Linked DNA regions of Mus musculus: all the other regions are linked to region 2. The links are chromatin contacts, called in public Hi-C, HiCAR-type, HiChIP or PLAC-seq and promoter capture Hi-C maps. All regions are on one chromosome and are shown on one strand. Each heading gives the region's core, a stretch centred on a gene start, on an enhancer-like site or on the middle of the called end of the contact. The rest is flanking DNA. Distances are from core to core; before and after follow the strand shown. Region 1 holds the start of Thg1l (tRNA-histidine guanylyltransferase 1-like (S. cerevisiae)). Region 2 holds the start of Rnf145 (ring finger protein 145). Region 3 overlaps Gm39816 (a long non-coding RNA gene). Region 4 holds the start of Clint1 (clathrin interactor 1). Region 5 overlaps F630206G17Rik (RIKEN cDNA F630206G17 gene). Region 6 overlaps Clint1 (clathrin interactor 1). Region 7 holds the start of Slu7 (SLU7 splicing factor homolog (S. cerevisiae)).

Region 1 (3,201 bases), core at 384-2,883, 1.4 Mb before region 2:
AGGGAGTCTTTCACTAATTCTAGAGATCACAGCTTTAGCATCCATTAGTGATCCACGTTTGAGTTAATTGTTTCAAAGATGTTTATAAACAAAACAAAAGAACAAAACTGATTCTCTGAGCCCACCATTCTGTGTTTGAAACTAGCCGGCACTCTTTTGTAAAAGGCTTCCTCTCATCAACTGGCATTGAATTGTAGTTCTATATAAAAGACAAGAAAAGGGCCTTGTTCCCTTTAATAATCAATTGCCAGTGTAAGAAGTTAGTGTAACAATACTTCCAAAACTATCCATGAACTTTCCTCTCTTTGAGTATTGTTATGTTGCCTGGGCCTTCACTTATTCCATACATGATAATCACTCACTGTTGTTCTGATACTCAAATCACCTCAGATTTGCTCAGTGGCAGCACTAGTCCTCTGGGCTCATTTTGTCACTTCGTCTTATTACTCCTAGCAGTTCTTTCCCTTCTGCCACAACATGTGCCCCAGTCTCATTTTGTGTTTTCTGTGACTCATCTAACTAGGAGGCAGTCACTTCTTCTAGGAGTATACTCTAGTGGAGAGAGGTGTTAGCAACCACGAATTGTATGCCTATTGCTTTCAGGGTATCATTTCATCTGTGCCCAGTGGGCAAAGCTAGGAAATGCATTTTAAAACAATCCTGAGTTCAAGAGTGGGCAGATGGCCCTGTAATTATTATGTTTGCCAGGCAAGCGTAGAAATCCAAAGTCAAATTCTCAACATTCAGATATAAAGTGGGATGTGGAAGCTTATACCCATCAGCCCCAGTGTGAGATAGGCAGAGAGAGGAGGCTCCCTCAAACTTGCTGGCCATCTAGTGACTTCTAGGTCAACCAGTGAGAGCCAGGATCAGTGAAAGGCAGTCTTAAAATTAAGATGAAGGGGGATTGACGAAGATACTTGATGTCTTCCTCTGACCTCCACAGATGCACATAAACTCACCCACACACATACAAAATCTTTTAATAGTGATGAGTACAAATTTTAAATTCACCTAATGACATATGGCAGGGTAACCTGCCTCTGGTATTCACTTTTGGAAAGCCTGAGAAAGGAAGGACACACCATGTGGCTTCCAGGGATCAAAGTTATCACACCTGGCATCAAGCATCTTTACAGACTGAGTTGTCTTGCTGGCCCTTTCTTTGTTTAAATCACACTTTACTGGAACAACCACTAAATAACTCTAGAAAAAAAAAAAAAAAAACCAAACAGGGTCAATGGAAGAAAATACAAAATTGTACAGATGATCAATTTCTATTTTATGTTCCTTGTTTAAACTTACCTAGAAGAATCTAGAAGATCCTCCCCACCCCATCCCCGAACTATAAAGTGATAATTTAGTGTATTTCATCTTAGCAAGGAATTTAGAAATGCTACTTAGAAATGCTTTATAAATGCTATTTAGAAGTACAAGACAAAAAGGTCACAACTATACTTTTAAACTTGGTCACAAAACAACATCTGATAGCTTGCGATTTGCTGCCTACGGGGTAACAGACAGGCACCCACAGCCCAGAAGAACACGCCTGGCAGCCAGCTGAGTTGAAGGCAATAGAGTCAATAGAGAAACCTCCACCGTGGCTAGAGCGGCTCTGACAGCGACAGGAACTTCCGGGGTGGGGCCCGTCCATTGCTTCCTTATGGCGAATGTGGGCTTTCCGCACAGCGAGGATCGGCAGTCTTTTGGCTGCTACTTCCGTTATTTTAAGACGGTGCCTGAGATTGGGGGTGGCCATGGCCAAGAGCAAGTTTGAGTACGTGCGGAATTTTGAGGTTCAGGACACATGCCTGCCGCACTGCTGGGTGGTGGTGCGGCTGGACGGCCGGAATTTCCACCGGTGAGCTGGAGGGGCGGGAGACCGCGTGGTGCGCCCACACTTCCGGGAAGTGCGCCTCTCGTAGTTACCGGGGTAACGCGACAGCCAATGAACACTCAGCATTGAGCGTCGCCTGAAGGACTTGCTAGGTGGTTGAGATATTTAAAAGGAACTGGGTACTGTAATTGGTGAAAAACCCGTGCTACTTTAGCTGAAACCAGTTTGCAAGAACTTTGTGTGTGTGTGTGTGTGGGGGGGAGGTGTCATTTCTCGGTCCACTACTTAAACTTCAGTCACACGTGCGACCCTTTTGTTATTTTTGAGAGTTGTTAAGAGGCCCGCATAAGCCTAACTGTGGTCATGAGTTGATAGTATGTCCCGTTCTCATAGTCAGCTTCATATTACATGAACTGACTGCACTAGAGTCAGGAAGAAAAAAGGAGAGTAAACTATTGGGGACTTAATTTCAATAAAGGGCTATGTTATTCGTTATTACCATTTTATAGCTGTTTAAGTACATAGAGCTATAGTAATGTTTATTGAGCACTTAGTAAGAGCATTTTGATCTCCTAATCAGCAATACAACCTGATAAGGTAATAGTGTTCTCAATTCACCCAGTAAGGTGAAACTTCACAGAAAAGTGGATTGAAGCCTAGCAGTTGTATCCCTTTTTGTCAGTGTGTCAAAGTAAGAAAGAAAAACGTGTTTTTTTTTTTTTTCTGTACATGCTTATGCGTAAGTTTAGGGTTAATGTTGGGTGTCCCTCCTCAGAGCTGTCCTCCTTGTTTTTCTTGAGACAGTCTCTCATGGAACTTCCTTGGAACTCACCAGATACTCTAGCCTGGTGGTCATCTAGCCCCAGGAATCCTGCCTCCACCTCTCCAGCACTGGGATGACAAGCAGGTGCCACCAAGCCCCCACCCTGTTTTATGTTTTGGGGCTAGAACTTGGTCCTGACAGTTTACCTACTGAGCTATCTCTCCATCTCTCTTAACTGCCTCTGTGGATGGTGTTGGTGATGACACTCTCCACCGCTTGTGCCCCTCTCTTTCCTCTATGAAGGTTTGCTGAGGAGCACAACTTTGCCAAACCTAATGACAGTCGGGCCCTCCATCTGATGACCAAATGTGCCCAGACAGTAATGGAGGAGCTGGAGGACATTGTGATTGCGTACGGCCAGAGTGACGAGTACAGCTTTGTGTTCAGGAAGAAGAGCAATTGGTTCAAAAGAAGAGCCAGGTGAGCTTCAAAACCAGCCTCCGCTAGGATGCTCTCCCGTTCTCTGCTCCTCTGTTTCTCATGGCGACAGCTGAGATCCTCAAAGTTGTGGGTGATGCTGCATTTACAGAGTGTACATGTC
Region 2 (3,164 bases), core at 624-3,123:
ACAAACAAAACAAAAAACAAAAAAACAAAAACAAAAACGAGAGGGCGAAGCTGGACCCTAAAATCCGAAAGTAACTCCGCCCAGAAAGGAGACCAGGAAAGAGAACTTCCTTACATAAGCGCTGGCACACGTTTTAAATATAGCTAATCCTCCCCACTCCCACTGTGTTGCTAGCTAACTTTGTAGGGACTTGGTTTCCACAGAAACTACTAGCAATCCTGTGATTCCTCATCATCTCCGAAACCACATCCACAGATAAGAGTCCACCCTCCAGTGAAAGAGCCATCGTCCAACCTAAGGGCCCGACACAGAGAAGGAAAACAACGCTACCTCTGCCATTGGACGCTCAGCCTAGGTCACGACTGCAGCACCGGCAGCTCATCCTTTTGGGTCTGGTTCAAGATTCACAAAACTGCACACTCGGTATTTTATAAAATAAAGACAGACACACACACACACCCCTTCCTTTCAGACTAGTTTCCTGTTTACTGCAGACAGAGATGCAAAGCCATCCATTAATCTTTGATGCCTTCCCACTGCAAAGGCCCCTTCCCCCGCCCCATCTCACTCTCTCCCCGCACCTCCCCCAACCCCGCCTGCTTTGCTCAGATACATTTGAACTGTAGTAACCCCAAGCCAGCTCGCCGCAAGCAGGCAGCGAGCACAGCACAGCAGCGCGGCACGGACGCAGCAGCCCCAAGGCTAGGGGATTACGTGGAGCAGAAACTCTGCCAGGAAGAGAAGCCCGGGTGCTCCCTGCCTCGCCAAGGGTGCTGGCTCTACCGCGCCTCATAAGGCGCGCTTATATGAGTCAAGTTCCTAACCCTTAGATAGAATAGGGGGTTCATTCCACAAAGGTCCTAGGGTGGGAAAGCAGAACTGGAGAGGGCGAACCCAGGGATGGCGAGCGGGAAAAGGAACACAGTAAGAGAGAGATGAGCTGCTCGTGACTGAAGAGAGGCGCACTGCACACTAAGCCAGGGGTCCCCCTATTCTTTGGGCTTGGCAGGTCTTTCTGAAACCCGCAACCTGCACCGCCTGCACATGGTTAGGCTGAGTTAAGGGGCTGCGAGGTGAGGAGACGCCAGGGAAGAGGGAAGAAGCTTGAAAGCAAAAAGAGTGAACAGAAACGCAAAAGACGAAAAGTTAGAAATGCAAACCTGAGCAAAGGAGCCCGGACTGGACACCTCTGCCAGAGAGACCGGGAAAGGCCTTGCAACCGGGGTACAGGAGAGCAGAGAGGGGTGAGCCCCAATGAGGGCATCTCAGGAATGTGAGGGTTCTCTCCCTCTCCAGGCGCGGGAGGAAAGAAGGATGGAAGGTGGTGAGGAGGCAGCCGAGGCCCCGGGAACGAGTATGAGGCTCTGCGAGGAGGTCGCAGGAGACTGATCGCTGCTCAGGGGTGGGCGGGAGGGCGCGGTGCGGAGGGGGACCAGGCCGGGGCCAAGAGCCGGAGAAGGAGGGGGCGCGGCGGGGAGGAGCGAGGGTGGGGGAGGGGAGGGGAGGCGCAGTGGGCAGCAGGCCTGCGGGATGCTCCCGGCTGACCGCAGTCACCTGGAGCCGCAGCCTCCCTGCCTGCGGGGCGGCACTGGGGATGGCGGTGTCCGCTGCTGCCCGGCTCCGATTCCCGCCCCTCCGGTGAGATCTTCGGTTCCGACGGCGGGGGGCCCGGTTTGCGCGGCTCACAGCGGCGGCTCTCCCGCGTCCGGCCTCGGCTGCGGCGTCTCGGGAGGCGGAGGCAGCGGAAGCGGCCCGAACCGTGAGGTCACCATCCTCCGCGGCGACAAAGGCGCTCCCGGGCCGAGCGCCGGCACCAGCGCCCGGCGGCCGCCATGGCCTGGTCCCCGCGCTCCGGCTCCGCCCCCCGCGCTCTGCGGCGACCGCCGGCTCGCGCGCTCTGCGCCTGCGCGCGAGCTCGCCATCGCCCGGCCCCCGTGCGCCCACGCTCACTCACAATCGCGCACGGCGGGATCTTCCCGCACCGCCTCCGTTGAGTGGGCCCGAAACGCCGGCTTCTCTTTGGTGCTGGTCCGGCAGACTATTCCAAGGAAGGGTGAGGCGACACCGGGACATGCACTGTGACCCCAGCCATTCTGACACGTGTTCGCGCTCACTCCGCAGACACCACGAGCCGCACGCGCCCACACCTACACTCACCTGCTGGGACCACGTGGGACAATGTGAAAGGCTGGTCCCTGCCGCGTGCAAACCCAGAGCAATTTTTAACTCTCTCCTTGACTAGACTAAGACTCGTCTCTAAGGCATCAGGGACGACGAAGAGTAAAATGCTGGATGAGTGAATGGTTTGGAATTGCTCCCTGGGACTGTATTCCGGCTCCTTCGTTTGGTGCAAATGATTAACTACTGTATGAAAATAAAAGGTGTAAATAGGTTTGCCATTTCTTTTGGTTCAAGGTTCAAACCACATTAGTGTGCACACACCCTTTCCCTGAAACCCTTTTGTTCTGCTCTAGTCTCCTAATACTATGGCACATTCTTGCCGTATTATAAATGTAGAAGCTTTTAGAGCAGGATCTGTGTCTATATAGTATATAAGCTTGCTGAGGACTTAAGCTGATCTTTGCAGGGATCTATTACTACGTTCATCTGTATTACCATTGCCTCGCTATTACCTTCTGCCATTTGCTCTGTTGTTCCTTGCTTTTAGTTTAGTCCCTTGAGAATCAGTTGCCACTAGAAACTAGTGTGGCCTTTCATTAGGCAGTGCCTAGGTAACAGAAGATGAACACCAAGTGATTTGTAAGGCATTGCAACCATTCTGGCTCATTCGGAAACTTGCCAAGAGCCTCCACCTTACAATCTGTACAAGACAAAATGAGTATTCTTTGATGTTTATGTGTCCTTGTCCACTGCTTATGAGACACATACACCCACGATTCTGAACCTCTGGGTCTCCCCTGCTATAAAACTGTAAACACAACCTCTACATATACAAGGTCATCAGAGCAGGAGAGATGGCTTAGCTCTTAAGAGCCCTTTTTGTTCTTCTAGAGAACACCCCACCCCCAGGTTCAATTCTCAGCACCCAGGTGTAGCTGGTAACTCGAGTCCCAGAGGATCTGACGCCCTCTTCTGGCCTCCATGGACACTACAAACATGTGGTGCTCAGACATATCTGCAGACAAAACATTCATAGATGTAAA
Region 3 (3,362 bases), core at 776-3,275, 1.2 Mb before region 2:
ATGTTTGGCAGGTTTAAACTGAGGACAGGAGTGTCCCCTGAAGGTTCAAAGGGCCTTAAGCAAAGGTTTTCAACCTGTGAATTGTGACCCCATGGGAGTTTGCATTTCAGATATCCTGTATATCAGATAATTACCTTATTATCATAACAGTAGCAAAATGACAGGTATAAAGTAGCAATGGAAATAATTTTATGGCTGGGAGTCATCACTCTATGAGGAACTGTATTAAAGTGGTAAAGCATTGGCGAGGTTGAGAACCACTGGCCTAAGGTTACTTGAGATAGAACATAGTTTATTTTGAGACCATGGGCATCAAAAAGAGACAGCATGAATTATTAGATGTTCAGCCAGGAAGATGTACTCTAAAAATCAACAAAGAGATTAACAAAGTGCTGAGGACCTTGGTTTCCATGGTTGTGTCGCTGGCTCTGGCCTACCTCTTTGCTTCCACCGAAAGACCTGACTTGAATAATTTTGCTTGGCCCTTCTTGTTCTCAGTAACAACCAATAGTTGTCCTTGTGCAGTTCCTTTCGTATACAAACCTAGAGAATGGTGATCTCCATTTTCCTTGAGCACAAGAAAGTTCTGGCTTTGAGGGCAGAGAAGGGCAAATCTGTATTTACTTTGGATTGAGTCAAGTCTGGAATGAGTGAGCCACACGCTGGTACTGAGTCTGGTGTTCCTTTTTAAATGTATGTTCTGTAGATGAAATCACCGGGCAGATGTTGGTTTAGCTGGCTTCATTATTCGGGTTCTGAATTCTCAGTGCTTCCGGGCTGTTTCCCATTAAAAACAAGAATTTTTATTTTAAAGGCTAATCTCCAGTTAGGTTCTTACTGTGAATAAGCACAGACACTTTTTATGCTTTATCTCCTGGAATGTTTCTGATACAACTGAGAGGTAGGTACTGAGGCTTCTTAAGTAAGAACCTGGTAGGGGCAGAGCCTTGGTTTGCACTCCCTTCATTCTGCACAAAAGCTGGTGCTCTTGATGGCCAGGTGGAGACGTTGGCTCCTGAGTCCCCGGAGGAGGTTGTACTTGTGCCCTGGAAAGCTCCCAAGGAGCTACTTTCCCACCCATTCTGCACATTCGCCTCAGCTGAACTCTTATTGTCATCGGAGAAGCTATCATCTGGGCTTCTTCTGGTATGTGAGGAATATGTTGACTCCTGCTCCATCTCTGGATCGCAGTGTCCCCATCAGAGAAACAGGAATGGCCAAACATCCTGAGTCTAAAGACACCGTAGAATATAGACCTTTCTAGGTCAAGGTTGTGGTAGCCATAGGAATGATGCAAACAGGAATGACCATCAGATGAAACCCACCCAGGAGTACAGAAACAAAACAAACAAAAATGCAAGCAGAAAAAAAAAGTGATGTGTGTGTGTGTGTGTGTGAGTACTGTGACTTTCTAGAGCATTCTAACATAGCAGCAGCTTTTAGTCTCATTATCTAAGAAACAGTGTGTTTTTCTTTCAAAACAACTCAAGGCCTCATGTCCCAGTTTGGGTAGAACTTCTATCTTGCTTAGTCCTTGGAAGTATCTCTCGGTACCCCAGAAGGATTAGAGGATCTGCAGTGGAGTCACGGGACTTGTGAGGGTCCTGGGGCAGAGACCATTGGTGTGTCTTGACTAATGAGATGTCCATTAATCCAGATTACATGGTATATTTCCTGTTTCTCGGAATTTTAAGCCACAATGGAAAGAAGAAAATCACTGTCAAAGCAGAGATCTCCATAGATATTCTTGTCTCAAGTTGTAACATCTCTGGGAGCCTGCTTGGGCTTCTGCTCTCATTGGCTCCAAAGGCCTCTTATCTTCTCTCTGTCTTCAAGACATTCTTAATCTTTTGAGACTTTCTCTTCTTGCTTTTATTAGAGCAATTTTACTATCTACACCCATTTCTTCAGGACTCCTGGCATCCTGTCCTCCATAGGGTAAGGCCCACCATGGCAAACTCAGATGGCAGTGGAGTTCAGGGAGGAGTGAGCCATGCCGTTATGTAAGAACTCAGTGTACCAGAGGACATTTGGTCTGACGAGAGGGGCGTGCCACTTCTGGGTTTTACCACCCATGCTGCTTTGTGTTGTTGGATCTTCTAATTTTTTAAGAAAAAAATTTCCAGATTTTTATGAGTAATCTCCCATGGGTCAAACGCTGGTTCAAATATTTGAAATGATTCTGGTGCGTCCAAAATGAAATAGCCACATGCTTGCTAACAGTTTCCATTACCAGTGTAGGTGTTTAAAGACAAAGTCCAGAGAAGAATTAATTCTGCAGTTACTTGGGCAAGAAAACGCAGAGCTTGGTATTGAATACATGGGGTGGGAGAAAGGGAAGAGAAAAAGACTAGAAGGAAAAACATGAGGTGAATTTCTCAAGGGTCCTCCTATCCTACAGAGGAAGATGTTTTAGCATTTGCTTTTCTCAACTTAGTTGCTGAGGGACTAATAAATTATCTTACTTTTGGTGCATCTTGCTCATCGAGTCTTGATCCTGAGTGATGTCATAGAATGGACAGAGAAGGAATTGATGCCCACTGGTTCTGAAGTCAACATTATGCCTCATGAGTGGTTGGAGTTAAGTTTGTGGGGTTTGTTCGGTTCATTCCCAGGCTTTGCTGTACGCGTTTGTTGATTCTTTTATTTGGAGAACACTGACAACTCTGGGTGAGATGTTTCTCAGGTATGAGAAGTGGAGAAGACCAAATATTATTGGTAACTGCTGGTATTAATACAAGTGCTCAATTTGGCTGAAAAGGGCACGTCTCTAATGAAGACCAGATTGGACAAAGAAGGGGCTTGCATGGAATGTCGGACATTTTTCTTTCTTCCATCGTAAGCTTCATGAGTGTTGTGGCCACCGGCTAAATAAATGTCACAAGGACTTGGTTTCCTTGCATTTATCATATCTGCTCCTCGTCATACTGGCTTTATTCCCAGGATCCTTATGATGTCATCTTGATGCATGCTAAGTTCAGCAGAGAGGCATTTCAATTGAGTAACTGTCTATCACTTTGGTCTGTAGGCATGTCTGTCGGGGGATTGTCTGGACTGTTATTTTGATGCAGGGCATTGGCACCATCACTAGGCAAGTGGTCCTGGGTTGGGTAAGAGTTAGCCAAACATGTGCCTGTGAGCAAGCTATGTTCCTTCACAGTTTCTCCTTCAAGCTTTGGATTGAGTTTCTGCCCTGACTTTCTTCAATGATGGACTGCGCCCTGAATGTGTAAGCCAAATAGATCTTTTATTCCCCCAAACTGCTTTTGGCTAGAGTGCGTTTTCACTGCAACAGAAAGGAAATTAGAACATCCTGGAAACTCCTTCCTTGCTGAGGACTGTAGAACTCTTGGAATGCAGCC
Region 4 (3,215 bases), core at 618-3,117, 1.3 Mb before region 2:
CTTTGGGAAAGTTCTTGGTGGCAACAGTCTTACACATCCTTGAGTAAATTGGCTCAAGGCTATAATCCACATTGAGCAAAACCAAGAAAAGACAGCAGGCTGGTTTCACTGTCCCTTCAGACTGCAGTATCGCACACTTGGTAGGGGGTGAGCTGGGGGTGGGTTTCTTAGTAATTTTCTTCAGCTATTCAGTCTTGGAATCAGAGGTGTGGCAGTTTTGTTAAGACCTCTTTCAACTTTTACACTAAGCTGGTATTCTCTTCCTCATATGATACACTGAAAACAGCCATGGATCTGTAAAAGAAATGACTTTTCTCTTTGGCAAAAAAACAGAGCTTACAAGTAATGAAATGGTCCCAGCTAAATGTCTGCACACTTAATGGGAAAACTGAATACTAAAACCACCAAAGCAAAATCTTTTCAGACTCGCAGCTTCTCAGTGAGGTTTCTCTTCCTCCAAAGTCAGTGGGAAAATTGTTCTCTTCAGAAGCACAGACAGGAACGTGTTGTATCACAAATCATCCTAAGGAAACGGAAGCCCCTGGCTCTTCACCCTCATGGACTAAGAGGGCCGCAATGATCTTCATCCTGAACTGGAGAAGACGGGAATTCTACAAAGTTAAGAACTTAGCTCTTTCGGTTCTGAAAACGGTACTCCTTAAGCACTTCCTTGGTAGCAAAGCACCATCAGAAGCGTCAGACAAGTTGCTTTAAAGAATGTTGTTTTCTGGGGTCAAAAAGAGCTTCTATACTTCCTGGTTTCAGGTTAGGTGGGTGGTTCAAAAGAACTGTTTCTTTACCACACTTATTGCATAATCACAAAAACCCAAAAAGGAAGAGGGCTGGTTAAATATTTAAAGTCTTATTTCCTGGTGACCTAAAAGACCTACTGTTATTTTCGATATGCTCAACTTAAAGTGCTAAGGGTTTCTGAGTATACTAAAAGCACTGAGTTATTTTACTCTGAAAGGAGTTAAAAACAGGTCAACAGGATATAAACTGGGCTTTTTTTCTTTTCCTTCACCCTTTAGAGTAATTTTTATTTACATGATTGCCCACCCCAAAAGGAAGTGTAGTGGTAAAGTTAGAGGAAAACAGTCACGGAAAGTTGTCTGGTCATCTGCTTTCACTTAGTGTGACAAACCCGAAGGGCGAGTCTCCTCTTGAGCAACTCCAGCCTGTCCACAGTGACCACTTGTTACACCTCCCACTCACTCCACTGCAGGTTCACTAGAAATTCAAAGGTGTCTACCAAGGTAAAGGGCATACCAGGCCAGGCCTAAGGTGTCTCCGAATTACACCACGGGGGTTACCGGGGACGGGAGCACGCGTCCCCTCGCCCCCAAGCCGGGCCTGGTGTCCAGGAGGCCAAACTCCAAGCTGGGTACGACGATCAAAGCATCTGTCTGCCCGGCGCGGGGTAGGGGCGCGGTGAGGACGTCCCGGGGAGCAGAGACCGGAGCAGGGAGGGGGGTTTTGAGCCGCCAGAGGCTCGGAGACCGAGGCCCAGGCCCGCCGCGGCCGCCGCCTTCACCAGGCCGCAGGGCGGGGGGGCGTGCCGCGTGTCCCCGCGCGCTGGACCACCGTGCGCACGCTCCCCGCCCCCGCCGCGGGGCCGGCCGCAACTGCCCCCCGATACTCACGCTTTGTCCACCAGCTCCCGCACCTTCCACATGTTCAGCATCGCGCCCCGCGCGGCCCGGCCCGCCGCCGCCCGCCGCCACTCTCCACGGACCCCGGGACGCCTCCGCGCCGGGGCTGGTCCAGGTCCGGGTCGCCGCCGCCACCCACCGCCGCGAACTCTCCCTAGCCGGAGCTCCTTCTCCCGGCCACAGCCACGGCGCCGCCAGTGACACGTCGAGACGCGGCCGCACCGGCGCTGCGTGGGGCGGAAGTGGCCGGCTTTCCGCCCGCGCCGCGCGCCGCACGCCGGGAATTGTAGTCCGCGCCCTGCGCCCCCGGAGCGTGAGAGGGCTGAGATCGCTGCGGTTTGGGGACCTCTGACACAGCCTCCGCGTGATTGCCATCACAACAGTTGCAAGACTTACTCGCGCTCACCTTCTTCAGATGTACACATTGATGCTAAGCACGATTACAGAGTGTGATTGGCGTGCGTGTTCTTCATCTACGCACGTGTTTCTGCATTTGCTTCCAAACATATAGGCGTCTATACATCACTGAACCTGGGATTCCAGCCCTGACCAGTGTAGAATTTTATTCTAAATCCTTCCCCACTCTAGTTTTATGATACAATGATTTTATCTGTAGACAGCTACCTAGTACCCTCGTTAAGATAGTTTGTAACAAGCCTCAGAAACTTAGTTCACATTAGTTGGGAAACCAGAAAGCCACCAGTACTCATACACAGCATACCTATATGTGTTTTATGTGATATACCCAAGAACTCTGTGGCTTTGGTTTCTAAAAGCATACATAATTTTTGAGATCTGCTAAAGTAATTTCCACTGATCAGGTTTTTCACTTAATATGTCAGTCAAAACTTGTGATAAAACTTGAAGTAATACTACATTTTGTTTTAGGCAATTCCTTAATTTTTATAAGTTTTACCTGCCCTGGTTGCAGACTGCTTTAATCCTAGCACTCAGAAGGCAGAGGCAGGCGAATCTCAATGCGTTTGAGGACAGTCTAGTTTACATCAGAAGTTCCAGGTCAGCCAGGGTTACACAATAAGACCTTAATTTTTAAGTTATAATTAAAACCTTTAATTAAATGTTATTTATTTGTAAAGAAATAAAATAAAAATTACTTAAATGTTAAAATAAAGTTATATATGTAAATATATATGTATTTATACATATACATTTTTTTAATTAAAAAATAATTCTGCCACTATTTACTGAGCATCTTCAGGGTGTTACAAGCGAGGACTACAGCTGGGGCTCAAGTTCCCTGGGAGCTTAAAGGTCACTGGAGGAGGGACATAACAATCAAGAAAATATTTAATTAGAGAGAATAAGTGCTTGTCAAAACCAAGAACATAATGTTACAGACAACAATGTCAGAGGAAAAACAGCAGAATATTCAGGGCTCTTTGAGGAGATTGAATGTATGCTAAAACTGGAACAATACAAAGGAACTGGCCCTAAGAAGATCAAGAAAAGAATGATTGGGGGAGGGAACACAAGACAAGTAAGATTCACAACGAAGGGCAAACAGTGGCTGTAAATAGCCAAGACCCAGGCCCTCTTATTCCA
Region 5 (3,330 bases), core at 489-2,988, 1.3 Mb before region 2:
CCTTCAGCAAAGTGTAAACATAGCCTGATGGGGTGGCATGTGCCGGTTGTCTCAGCACTCAGCAAGCTGAGGCCAGTAGGTTCCACATATCAAGAGCCAAGTCAGTCAGGGCTACATATCCAGCCCTTCCCTGACTGTTGAAAACAACACAACTATGCACACATACAGCTTCTTATCAGCTGTAGCTTCCTTACCCGTGAAATGGAGATAATTTTACCACCTAGGGTTGTGGTGAGGGTTAACTATATGGACTCTGGGAAGGAAGGAAGGAAGGAAGGAAGGAAGGAAGGAAGGAAGGAAGGAAGGAAAGAAAGAAGGAAGAACTGTTTCTCTTGTCAGACCCCTCTCTTCACCTTCCTCCCTCTCCAGATCTTCAGAGCGATCTGTTGCCAGAGAATAAACAGCTCAAAGAAGCAAAATCAAGATGTTTCTGGAAGGGACAAGCTCTTTCCCGTATGTTGGAGAGGGAGGTAAAATCTAGCCCGAGAAGTGACATTCCAGTAGCTTGCTTAATGAGTACCTGGAGAGTGTCACAGGGGCCAAGGGCTTCAGCCCCATGAGCTGAAACTTTTATGTGTCATGATGGAATCCTGATATGGAGTGTACTTCCCTATGTTATGAAAAACATCAGTGAAAACTATAGCAGCACTAAAACATGCTCTACAGACAAAGAAGCCCTGTGTTACCTTGAGATGCACAGTGCATTGGAGTCCTGCCTGAGAAGTGTCCTTTTGCTGTAGAAGAGAACCTTGGATCTTAGAACTGAAGACAAGAGCATGGGCTGGGGAGATGGCCTGCCATGGCAAGCACAGGACCCAAGATAGAATCCCTGGAGCCCTTTGGAAAGCAGAGTGGTGACAAATCTGCAATTCCTGACTCCTATATTAAGTGGGTAAGAGCTTTTCTCTAGAAGCTCGAAGACCAGCTTGAGTGACACATGCAAGAGATCCGGCCTTAAATACGTTTGAGGATAGGCACCCAAGGTTGTCTTCTGATCTCCACATGCACATGCACACACAGCATCCATGCATGTGCACATAGCATACATGCGTACACACATGCACTACAGCATACACACGTGCAAACATAGCATACATGCATACACACACGAACAAATGGCATACACACATGCATAAATAGCATACATGCATACACATATACACACATGGTATATATACATGCATACAACATATACACACGTACACAACACAACATATACAGTATACACACAAGCACACACAGCATACACACATGCACACACACACTTCTCATACACTTATTATTTCTTTTAGTTTCCTGCCATCGTTATAGCACATCTCAGTGATGAAGAGAGAGTGCTCAGAACAAATGTGACCACAAGCACACCATTGGAGGAGGGCCTTGTTAAGTGCTTTTTGTCTTAAAAACAAACAGTTTTGCTGAACTGAAGCAGGTGCCGCCCGTGTAATCCTAGCACTTGAGCAGCAGACATAGGACGACCAAGAATTTCAGGTTACCCTTAGCAACATTTGTTAGAGCTTAGTCTGGGCTACCCGGAACATCTCATTCACCAGCCCCTCCCCTTTCCTTGCCTCTGTCTTCACCCTCCCCCTTTCTGTGAGGCTGAGGATCAACCTAAGGATTTAGGCACATCAGGCCACCACTCTTCCTCTAAGCTGACCTTAGTTAGCCAGTGAGGCCCTTCTCCCTTGATTCAAAGGTCTGCCTTCAATTTACTCTCCTTTATCAGTTCCTGCCTTTTAACAGTCAGCCTGGGGTAAGGTAAAGGGCATACAAGGTCTGCCTCAGTTCTTTTCCTGCTTGTGGGTTTTGGCAACTATTAGATTCCTTTGTTGTAAATGTGGCAGTCTTAATTTCCTCCCTGCCTCCTGACTGAATAAAGGTGAACTGGCAATAGATATTTAGTTACTGTTAGGTCTCAAACCAGGAACAAAGAGCTGAGGTCCTATTAACATATCAAAGCAGACTCTGGCCACCAGGTCCTGCCAGTATCCCTCAGTCCCTCTCTGCTAAAATGTATGGCTAGTATACCCCAGCCCTCTACCTTGAACTCTCCAGCCCAGAAACTGAGCTGTCCTTCCTTTAACTGCTTGCTATTCACTACATAATCCAGTCGTTTGGGGGCACACTGGTCCTTTTTACCCTCTTTTATCTTTTTGTTCTCCTGGTCTCCTGGCTATCCCCTTCCCACTCTCCTCACATGGCCTGGCTCAGACTGCTGGTCATGTCCAGTCTGCACTTTCCCGGATGTCTCCACATCTGGCTATGCTCTCCCTCATATCTCCACTAAACTAACTATCTCCACCATATCTAGGAGCAGCCATGTCCTCTTTTTTATTTCTTTATTTTCATTCAGTGACTGTAAAGAGAGATGGATAATGTTGCCAGGTGCCTGTCCTAAGAGCTGCCTGGCACTCGATACAGGGCTGCCAGCATTCTCTAACAATCTAGTTCTCACTGTGATCCTTCAGTATGTTACTCTTCTCTATCTGCTAATCTAGCTCCCTGGGATGCATGGCTTAATCATTCATTCATTCTTTCATTCATTCAAGTATTCATAAACTTAGTTTTTTTTTAAGTTACATTCATTAGAGAGAGAGAGAGAGAGAGAGAGAGAGAGAGAATTGAGACATGTATGGGGGTCAGAGGCTAACTTGTAGAAATTTACCATGTGTTTTCCAAGATTCAAATTTAGGTTGTTAGGCTTAGCAGCAAGCGCCTTTCTCCACTGAGTCACCTAACAGCCCCATACAAGCTTTCATTTGTGGAAACTTTCAAACATAATAAAGCTTAGTGAACTCCCGCTCTTGTTTCAGAGATACTACCATCTCCTAGCTAAGATACTACCATCTCCTAACTAAGTGACTTTAAATGAATCCTAAGTCACATTGTGTGCCTGTAAATATTGTCCATATGCATCTCAAAAATAAGTGATCTACAAAGGTACCAAAATGCCATTATTTTATCTTTAAAAAAATTAAACTGGGCTGAGTGGTGGTGGGCATTCCTTTAATCGCATCACTCAGGAGGCAAAGGCAGGCAGATATCTTGAGTTGGAGGTCAGCCTGGTCTACGGAGTTTCAGGGCAGCCAGGGCTACATAGAGAAACACTGTCCTTGAGAAAACAAAACAAAACAAAACAAAACAAAACAAAACTGGGTGTGGTGGTTCATGCTTGCAATCTCATGTCGGAGGCTGAGGCAGGAGGATCATGATGAATTCCAGGGTAGCCTGGAAACACACACACAGACACACACACACACACACACACACACACACACAGAAAGACAAAAGACAACAGCAAAATGTTTGTGTGTCTGAAAGGTAAAT
Region 6 (3,269 bases), core at 417-2,916, 1.4 Mb before region 2:
ACAGAAAGATTTAGAAGATCTGGGAAAACAGGAGTCAAAATGATACCACATATATTTTAGAATTCTGTGTATTACTAGAACCCCGCCCCCCACCCCTCCCACCCCCGGATTTTGGTTTTTGGTATTTCACTGACTCTCACGATACAGACAAAGCCAAGTAAGCTGGGACAGCGGTGGCAGTGGCCTGGCCCTGATACTCACTGTATCGGAATCCACCAACGCTGTCTGAAGAGACCCCGACATACTTGTCTTTGTTCTTCTTTGCTTTCTTTCGCTCTTCTCGAAGCCTGTCATCATCCTGTGCAAACTCAACCAGTTCCTTTACTTTCTGTCGAATGTTTATACCTTGATCCTTGCCATGCTCATCTTAAGGACAATTAAGGAGAAAACGAACTGTAAGAACTCCCTTAGTGTGCACCAAACTCAAAAAAGAATAGAAACGAAACTACTTACAAAAATAATGTCAAATTTTAAACTTTTTCAGGAGGCAGATTATGGCATTAAATTCTAATTTGACTTATGACCCTAGACAGCAGAACTAGACAAGATCAATTGATGACCTACTGAAAGGATTACACATGATGACATACGGAATGCACACAGCTCAAAGTGGTTTCTATCATATTTTAACAAATAAAGAATGACCACTCACTTTTAACACTCTGATGGCCCAAAAGCACCCCAAATATCTTGTTTCCCCAAGACTGGGAACACTAATCACTAGGACTTAGTGCAACTAAAGCCTGCTATTTTATAGTAGTCACAAGGAAGACAGGCTCCAAAGGAAACGCTCCCTGCCCTGTGCTGCCTTCACATTCAGAACACACTCTGGCCTCGCGCAGTACAGACTATCTGCTGGGAGGGGGCCTGGCTTCAAACAGATGTGTGTGTTTTGGAGCTCTAACCTTCTCTTCCCACATGATTAAAGCTATTCCTTTATGGACACCACAGGGGACCAGTCTCCAGTGCATATTTTAATATAAACCCCAACACTCATGTTGTGTTGGTTCTGTTGTTATTAGCCAGTCCTTTCTGCAAGCTCCTGTCTTCACTAATTAATACTCTAGGGCCCCACGCCTTGGATTCTGCACTCGTCACACAACCAGCAAGAGTCACATGCTAATTAGAGCAGAGAAGCTTCCAAGCTGGTTCAGGTGACTGACAACTCCAACTACTGTTTTAATTTGCTTATGAGGGTTTTCTATTGCTCACCTACAAAGTGGTAATTTTCCAGGGATCGCAAATCATAAATGTGTTCTCTGGCACTTGTAACAACTCGCTCCGATCCATTTCTTATGAGGTAAGCTAGGAGCAGCAACGACTGTGGAAATATAAAGCACCAAATGACTGAATGGAATAAGCTCTGGAAGAGCAGTGGTACACAGTTACACACAAACACAAACTCCAACATTACTCGATGCTGGTGGTGAGGAGTGTGCCCTCTCCTTTCTGTTTGACCGAAAGACAGTCCGAACTTCATCCTCACGTTCCTAGTACAGAAAATAATTACAAACTACCTAGGCAATGGCTACTTTAAGATTTAAAGTAACTAGTAATTCTGAAGTCTAACACTAGTCAAACAAATCATGGGATTTCCAGGAGTGGCCTGGCTCTCGCTGTTGGCCTTCTGGAGCCACTCCCCTAAGTACTAGGGACATGGGAGGATCCTTTTGTCTTTACAAGACCCTGTAGGACCCTGTAGCAGTGTCCTGTGAGAAAACCCAATTCTGATGCTAATGAGGTTTCAAAAGATTTCAACAGAAGGAAAACTTTGCAAAATTGTTAAGCCAAGGGATGCTAACTAAGTGGGCATGCTAGATGCTGAGTCAGAGGCACCTAGCAATGATGGCCGGGCTGGCATTAGGCAGCAGGGCTCTTCACAAGCTGGTGACGCAGCAGGAAACACTCCTCTGCTTTTTCACCTAAAACTTCATTTCACTATGATTTCAGGTCTGTGCAGGGTGGTGACCCTGAGGGCACAAACTCACACTTAATAGTAAGTAATCTGGGGGGGTTGGTTTCGAAACAGGGTTTCATCATGCCTCTCTGGATGGCCTCTAGCTCACGGTAATCCTCCAGCCTCAGCCACCTAAATGTTGAGAGTGTTGCCCTGTAGCCATTTTACTCAGATTTCCTAATCTTTTGAAAAAGTACAATAATCTTTAAAAGCCCCCATTTTAGAAAAATTATACAATTTATAGAAATCTCAGAGAATATTTTAGGAAACAAACATCATAAAAATCACAAAATTTGCTGGACATGGTGCCACATGCCTTTAATCCTAATAGTTGGGGGACAGAGGCAGACAGATTTCTAGTAGTTTAAGACATAGTCTATATACTTAGTTGGGCTAGCCAGGGCTACAAAGAGAGACTTTGTTCTCCCCAGCACCCTCACCAAATTAGAACAGGGGGGAGGGCTGAAGAGACGGCTTAGTGGATAAAGTACTTACCATGCAAACACTGGTATAGAAGCTTGGATCCCCATCACCCACATAAAAAGCTGGGCAGGCCTGGCTGCCACCTGTAATTCTACTCTGAGGAGACAGGGATCCCAAGCAAGCTAGCTGGATCAGAAAGCTCTGAGTTCAGTGAGACTCTGCTCATAAAATGGAATGCCTGAGGAAGACACAGGAGCAAAGCTCTGGCCTCCCTATACTTCCAAACACACATACAGTGGCACATTACACTCAGACACTCAACAACAGTAACAGTAACAACAAAATTCTAGTTAAAACAGGTTTTTAATTCTGAGAGTCAAAATGTCACGTTGCAAATGTGAACACTGCTGTGGTCTGCTACGTGTGAGAGTGAATCCTTTTGGCGTACAGCATGTTTTGAGAAGCAGGAAAACATGATTAACTAGGAAGACCATCACCTTGCTTTAGAAATACAGAATCAAAATGAGATGAATCCGAGGAAAAGTCCACACACAGGTGAAGCCAGAAGTCTGCACACCTCACTCTCAGTGCCAGTCCCAGCTTATAGACTTCGCTGAGCGGAATGGTGCTATCACCCAACCACAAATTAAACAAAGCTGTTTACAGAGGTGACAAACATGAGACTGGTTTTTAATTTTAAACAGTCAAGTAGCAAACTTGCATATGAGTAGAGATTAAATACTCAAAACACCTCAACAGATTTAGTAGGAAAAAATTTAAGAAACAATAAAAATCTTCAATATTTAGAAGAACATAAGTCTGAACACACTCTGTACTATGAAGGGCTGTTTATGACTGGAAAACAGTGTGTGTCTCGGAAAAGTCTAGA
Region 7 (2,954 bases), core at 13-2,512, 1.1 Mb after region 2:
ACTCTAAACAATACCAGTTGCCAAGATTCAGGAGGAACAGTATCCCACTACTGGGGTTCCATACTATCTCTCTGCCCTAGACTTTTCATTTGATCTTCAAATCTACACAACCAACTGTGTACATGACATCCACACCCAGAACACTAAGTATTTATCCACAGCATTCCTTAAACTCCATGACTTTCCTGTGAAATTGTGTCTGCCTCCATCTCCCGAGTTCTGGCTTTATAGGCATATGCCACCATAGAGGTCTGTGTATGGGGCAGGTGAGACGGTTCACCTACTGCTCCTGTAGACAACCCTAACTCAGTTCTCAGCATCTATGTCAGGTGGCTCACAACTGTCCCTAACTCCAGCTACAGGGATTCCAAGAAGACTACACACGTTCTTACAAGGGCAAACCCACCTACCTACTTATACACATAATTAAAATAAAATAGACTTAAAAATAAAAACAGAAGTGTTAGAAATCCGTGGTAGTATATACTAGAAGCACAGATTTAATCATCTTCATTTTAACAGTTACCATTTCTTTAATTTACCATGCAGACCGTCACCAAATCTTTACAACCACCCTATTTTATGGTGAGGAAACAAGTTTGGGGCGGGGGGGGGGGGGTTAACACCTTCAGATAACAAGACATTAGTGAGAGACGACAGATCGCAAACCCAAGCCTGACTTTAGTTGGTCTTTCAACCCCTGTTACAAACCACAGACACTGGAGTGCAGGCCTGTCACATTCAAGATTAAGAGGGACTGAAGTGTTTTGTCATTAGGTTCCACTGCTCTGCAGAGGGTCCGGCTCTCTCCGAGTTAGAACTTTAACAGCTCCCACTCACTGATGCAATACGGACATTCTAATTTGACCCTCACAAAATAAGATCATCTCCACCTAACGGAAAAAACTGAACCTCAAAGGAACTCTTTTGGGGACAGAGGGCTCAGCTTCGGTACGGGCTGCTCAGGATGTCCGGCTTACAGTGACCAGGGCTTTTCCTTGAGGAGTCAGCCTCGGTCCGGCTGAACGCGAGGGCGGCGCCTGCGTCCTGGGCCACAGTCTCCACCCGGGTCCGCCGTTCCACGACGGCTCATCACCGCGAGGACTCACTGCAGGGGATACCCGCTCCCCGAGGTCCCCAGTTCGTCTGCTCAATCTCAGAACCCCAACTTACCCAGTCGCGCCGCAGACCACTCAAAACCATCCGCCAGAAACGAAGCGACTCGGCAATGTTTACTTCCGGGTTCCCTGCCTTCTTCCGGCTGCGCAGAGATAACTTCCGGGAGATCGGCACATGCGCATTTGCAAGCGCTTGGCTCTTTTTTTTTTTTTTTTTTTTTTTTTTTTTTTTTTTTGACCCAGAAAGGCGAAGTGATGGCAGTGCAGCTTTCTTTCTGGAACAGCACAGAATCTTTTTTTTTTTTTTTTTTTTTTTTTTTTTTAAAGATTTATTTATGTATATGGATAATCTATAGCTGTACAGATGGTTGTGAGCCTTCATGTGGTTGTCGGGAATTGAATTTTTTTAGGACCCCTGCTCGCTCCGGTCAACCCCGCTCGCCCAGTCAGTCTCTGCTTGCTCCCACCCAAAGATATATAAGTACACTGTAGCTCTCTTCAGACACACCAGAAGAGGGCATCAGATTCCACTACAGATGGTTGTGAGCCACCATGTGGTTGCTGGGTTTTGAACTCAGGACCTTCAGAAGAACAGTCAGTGAGTGCTCTTACCTGTTGAGCCATCTTGCCAGCCTACAGCACAGAATCTTAGCAAAAATGATTATTGAAAATGCTGCAAAGGTCGGCGTAATGGCACACACCTTTAATCCTAGCAGAGATAGGCATATCTTTGAGGTCCTGGCCAGTGACATAGGAAGACCCTTTTTCAAACAAACAAACAAACAAACATCCCCATAAAAAACAAACTCCTGGAAAATAGGCGACTTTGGTGAATTTATTTTTCTTAAAAAAAAAAAAAAAAAAAGCCTTATGCCAGGCAGTGGTGTCACATGCCTTTAATCCTAGCACTTGGGAGGCAGAGGCAGGCAGATTTCTGAGTTCGAGGCCAGCCTGGTCTACAGAGTGAGTTCCAGGACAGCCAGGGCTACACAGAGAAACCCTGTCTCAGGAAAAAAAAAAAAAAAGCCTTATGTTTTTTGTGTGTGAGTTTGCACATCATTGGCGTTAGATCATCTGTGACTGGAAATGCAGATATATGTCTGTGAACCAGAATGAGTACCAAACCGGGGGCTTCTGCAAGAATGACCTGTATTGACTACTGAGCCATTGCTTGGCCATTTTTCTTTATGCTGTCTTGTGGTTATTTATACTTCCCCTACGTGAAGTGCTCTTCAGATATACAGGACTATAGCTAACGTCCCCACCACCTCAGTCAAACAGCCCAAAGTAGTAGACTTTTTAAAAAAGGAACTTGAAGTGGGTTAAGAATGTAAAAATAATTTTGATTTTTCAAGGCAGCTAAAGGCAGAGCAGAGTCCTGCGGACTCAGAGCGCAAGGCTTGAGAGAGGGACCAAGAAGGCAGGGATTATCTTTGGATGAACGCTTTCTGTAAAGCTAAATTAGGAGAGACTTGTATTAGCTGAGGACTCTATTATAAGTTTACCAACCAGGTACATTATTTCCCAGTAACAAGTGGGGATCACAAAGCTGGCCTGGGAACACCATCACTCAGAAAAACATGTCCTTTTAAAGACAGGATGGTGATATTATTTACACTTGCAGTGGACTGGGGAAAAGCAATGTTTCCTGTTGGTGAGAGGGGAAGAAAACCTCTCAAGGAATTAGACAATGTTCACGTGGAAGCTGTGGGAATGTATATAGATTTATTTTTGAAAGCAAGACTTTTGTGTGCTGGTGGTTTAATTCAGAAGTAGATGCAAAGAGAAAATAACAGGTTGAGGGGATAAAAGGAACAGGGAATAGAAGGGACAGTA

Evidence for each region. Promoter capture Hi-C pulls out the DNA fragments that hold promoters and counts their contacts. A called contact is a pair of places that touch in the nucleus more often than the background predicts. HiCAR-type assays count read pairs that join an accessible place to other places. HiChIP or PLAC-seq counts read pairs in DNA pulled down with a chosen protein or histone mark.
Region 1: a contact with region 2 is called in a Hi-C map of B cells, with 8 read pairs. The contact joins the promoter of Thg1l here to the promoter of Rnf145 in region 2. A contact is called at or near these places in 7 of 39 promoter capture datasets (cranial neural crest, embryonic stem cells, frontonasal cranial neural crest and 3 more), 4 of 484 Hi-C or Micro-C datasets (B cells, CD4 T cells, CD8 T cells and 1 more), 2 of 115 datasets of contacts at active chromatin or transcription factors (embryonic limb bud and stem cell-derived neural progenitor cells) and 1 of 9 other capture datasets (macrophages).
Region 3: a contact with region 2 is called in a HiCAR-type map of fibro-adipogenic progenitors, with 9 times the contacts expected there. The contact joins the enhancer-like site here to the promoter of Rnf145 in region 2. A contact is called at or near these places in 9 of 39 promoter capture datasets (the 3T3-L1 cell line, 3T3-L1-derived adipocytes, embryonic stem cells and 4 more), 6 of 115 datasets of contacts at active chromatin or transcription factors (embryonic stem cells, fibro-adipogenic progenitors, large pre-B cells and 2 more) and 1 of 9 other capture datasets (liver).
Region 4: a promoter capture Hi-C map of pre-B cells shows a contact between it and region 2, with 15 times the contacts expected there. The contact joins the promoter of Clint1 here to the promoter of Rnf145 in region 2. A contact is called at or near these places in 5 of 39 promoter capture datasets (the HPC-7 cell line, embryonic stem cells, frontonasal cranial neural crest and 2 more), 6 of 484 Hi-C or Micro-C datasets (B cells, CD4 T cells, CD8 T cells and 3 more), 12 of 115 datasets of contacts at active chromatin or transcription factors (the 230-238 cell line, cardiomyocytes, craniofacial prominence and 8 more) and 1 of 9 other capture datasets (adipose tissue).
Region 5: a contact with region 2 is called in a promoter capture Hi-C map of hippocampal neurons, with 5 times the contacts expected there. The contact joins the enhancer-like site here to the promoter of Rnf145 in region 2. A contact is called at or near these places in 9 of 39 promoter capture datasets (the HPC-7 cell line, HPC-7-derived erythroid cells, cranial neural crest and 6 more), 5 of 115 datasets of contacts at active chromatin or transcription factors (craniofacial prominence, embryonic forebrain, embryonic limb bud and 2 more) and 1 of 9 other capture datasets (embryonic stem cells).
Region 6: a contact with region 2 is called in an H3K4me3 HiChIP or PLAC-seq map of embryonic stem cells, with 7 times the contacts expected there. The contact joins the enhancer-like site here to the promoter of Rnf145 in region 2. A contact is called at or near these places in 21 of 39 promoter capture datasets (the 3T3-L1 cell line, 3T3-L1-derived adipocytes, the C10 cell line and 14 more), 14 of 115 datasets of contacts at active chromatin or transcription factors (the 230-238 cell line, craniofacial prominence, embryonic brain and 7 more) and 1 of 9 other capture datasets (embryonic stem cells).
Region 7: a contact with region 2 is called in an H3K27ac HiChIP or PLAC-seq map of regulatory T cells, with 10 times the contacts expected there. The contact joins the promoter of Slu7 here to the promoter of Rnf145 in region 2. A contact is called at or near these places in 7 of 39 promoter capture datasets (the 3T3-L1 cell line, the C10 cell line, cranial neural crest and 3 more), 2 of 484 Hi-C or Micro-C datasets (bone marrow-derived macrophages and muscle stem cells), 3 of 115 datasets of contacts at active chromatin or transcription factors (embryonic stem cells, regulatory T cells and stem cell-derived neural progenitor cells) and 3 of 9 other capture datasets (adipose tissue, liver and macrophages).

What each region holds. Positions count from the first base shown.
Region 1 is chr11:45,953,935-45,957,135 of GRCm38.p6, reverse strand. Thg1l (tRNA-histidine guanylyltransferase 1-like (S. cerevisiae)) reads left to right here and starts at 1,633. Exons shown (of 6, transcript NM_001080969.3): 1 at 1,633-1,861; 2 at 2,904-3,080. The coding sequence starts at 1,671.
Region 2 is chr11:44,517,665-44,520,828 of GRCm38.p6, reverse strand. Rnf145 (ring finger protein 145) reads right to left here and starts at 1,873. Exons shown (of 11, transcript NM_028862.4): 1 at 1,555-1,873.
Region 3 is chr11:45,684,489-45,687,850 of GRCm38.p6, reverse strand. All of the region lies in intron 3 of Gm39816 (a long non-coding RNA gene), which reads left to right. Among named protein-coding and RNA genes, the nearest start is that of Gm35282, 18 kb to the left of the region's middle. Within about 2 kb of position 2,025, at least 15 of the 459 cell types and tissues checked have an H3K27ac peak or open chromatin away from gene starts, as enhancers often do. A contact at or near this core is called in fibro-adipogenic progenitors, where this site is marked.
Region 4 is chr11:45,850,621-45,853,835 of GRCm38.p6, reverse strand. Clint1 (clathrin interactor 1) reads right to left here and starts at 1,867. Exons shown (of 12, transcript NM_001045520.4): 1 at 1,644-1,867. The coding sequence starts at 1,684.
Region 5 is chr11:45,834,254-45,837,583 of GRCm38.p6, reverse strand. The region is part of intron 2 of F630206G17Rik (RIKEN cDNA F630206G17 gene); the gene reads right to left. Among named protein-coding and RNA genes, the nearest start is that of Clint1, 16 kb to the left of the region's middle. Within about 2 kb of position 1,738, at least 19 of the 459 cell types and tissues checked have an H3K27ac peak or open chromatin away from gene starts, as enhancers often do. A contact at or near this core is called in craniofacial prominence, where this site is marked.
Region 6 is chr11:45,884,483-45,887,751 of GRCm38.p6, reverse strand. It overlaps Clint1 (clathrin interactor 1), which reads right to left. Exons shown (of 12, transcript NM_001045520.4): 4 at 1,213-1,321; 5 at 202-366. Among named protein-coding and RNA genes, the nearest start is that of Clint1, 34 kb to the right of the region's middle. Within about 2 kb of position 1,666, at least 18 of the 459 cell types and tissues checked have an H3K27ac peak or open chromatin away from gene starts, as enhancers often do. A contact at or near this core is called in embryonic stem cells and stem cell-derived epiblast-like cells, where this site is marked.
Region 7 is chr11:43,432,039-43,434,992 of GRCm38.p6, reverse strand. It overlaps Slu7 (SLU7 splicing factor homolog (S. cerevisiae)), which reads right to left and starts at 1,262. Exons shown (of 16, transcript NM_198936.1): 1 at 1,174-1,262.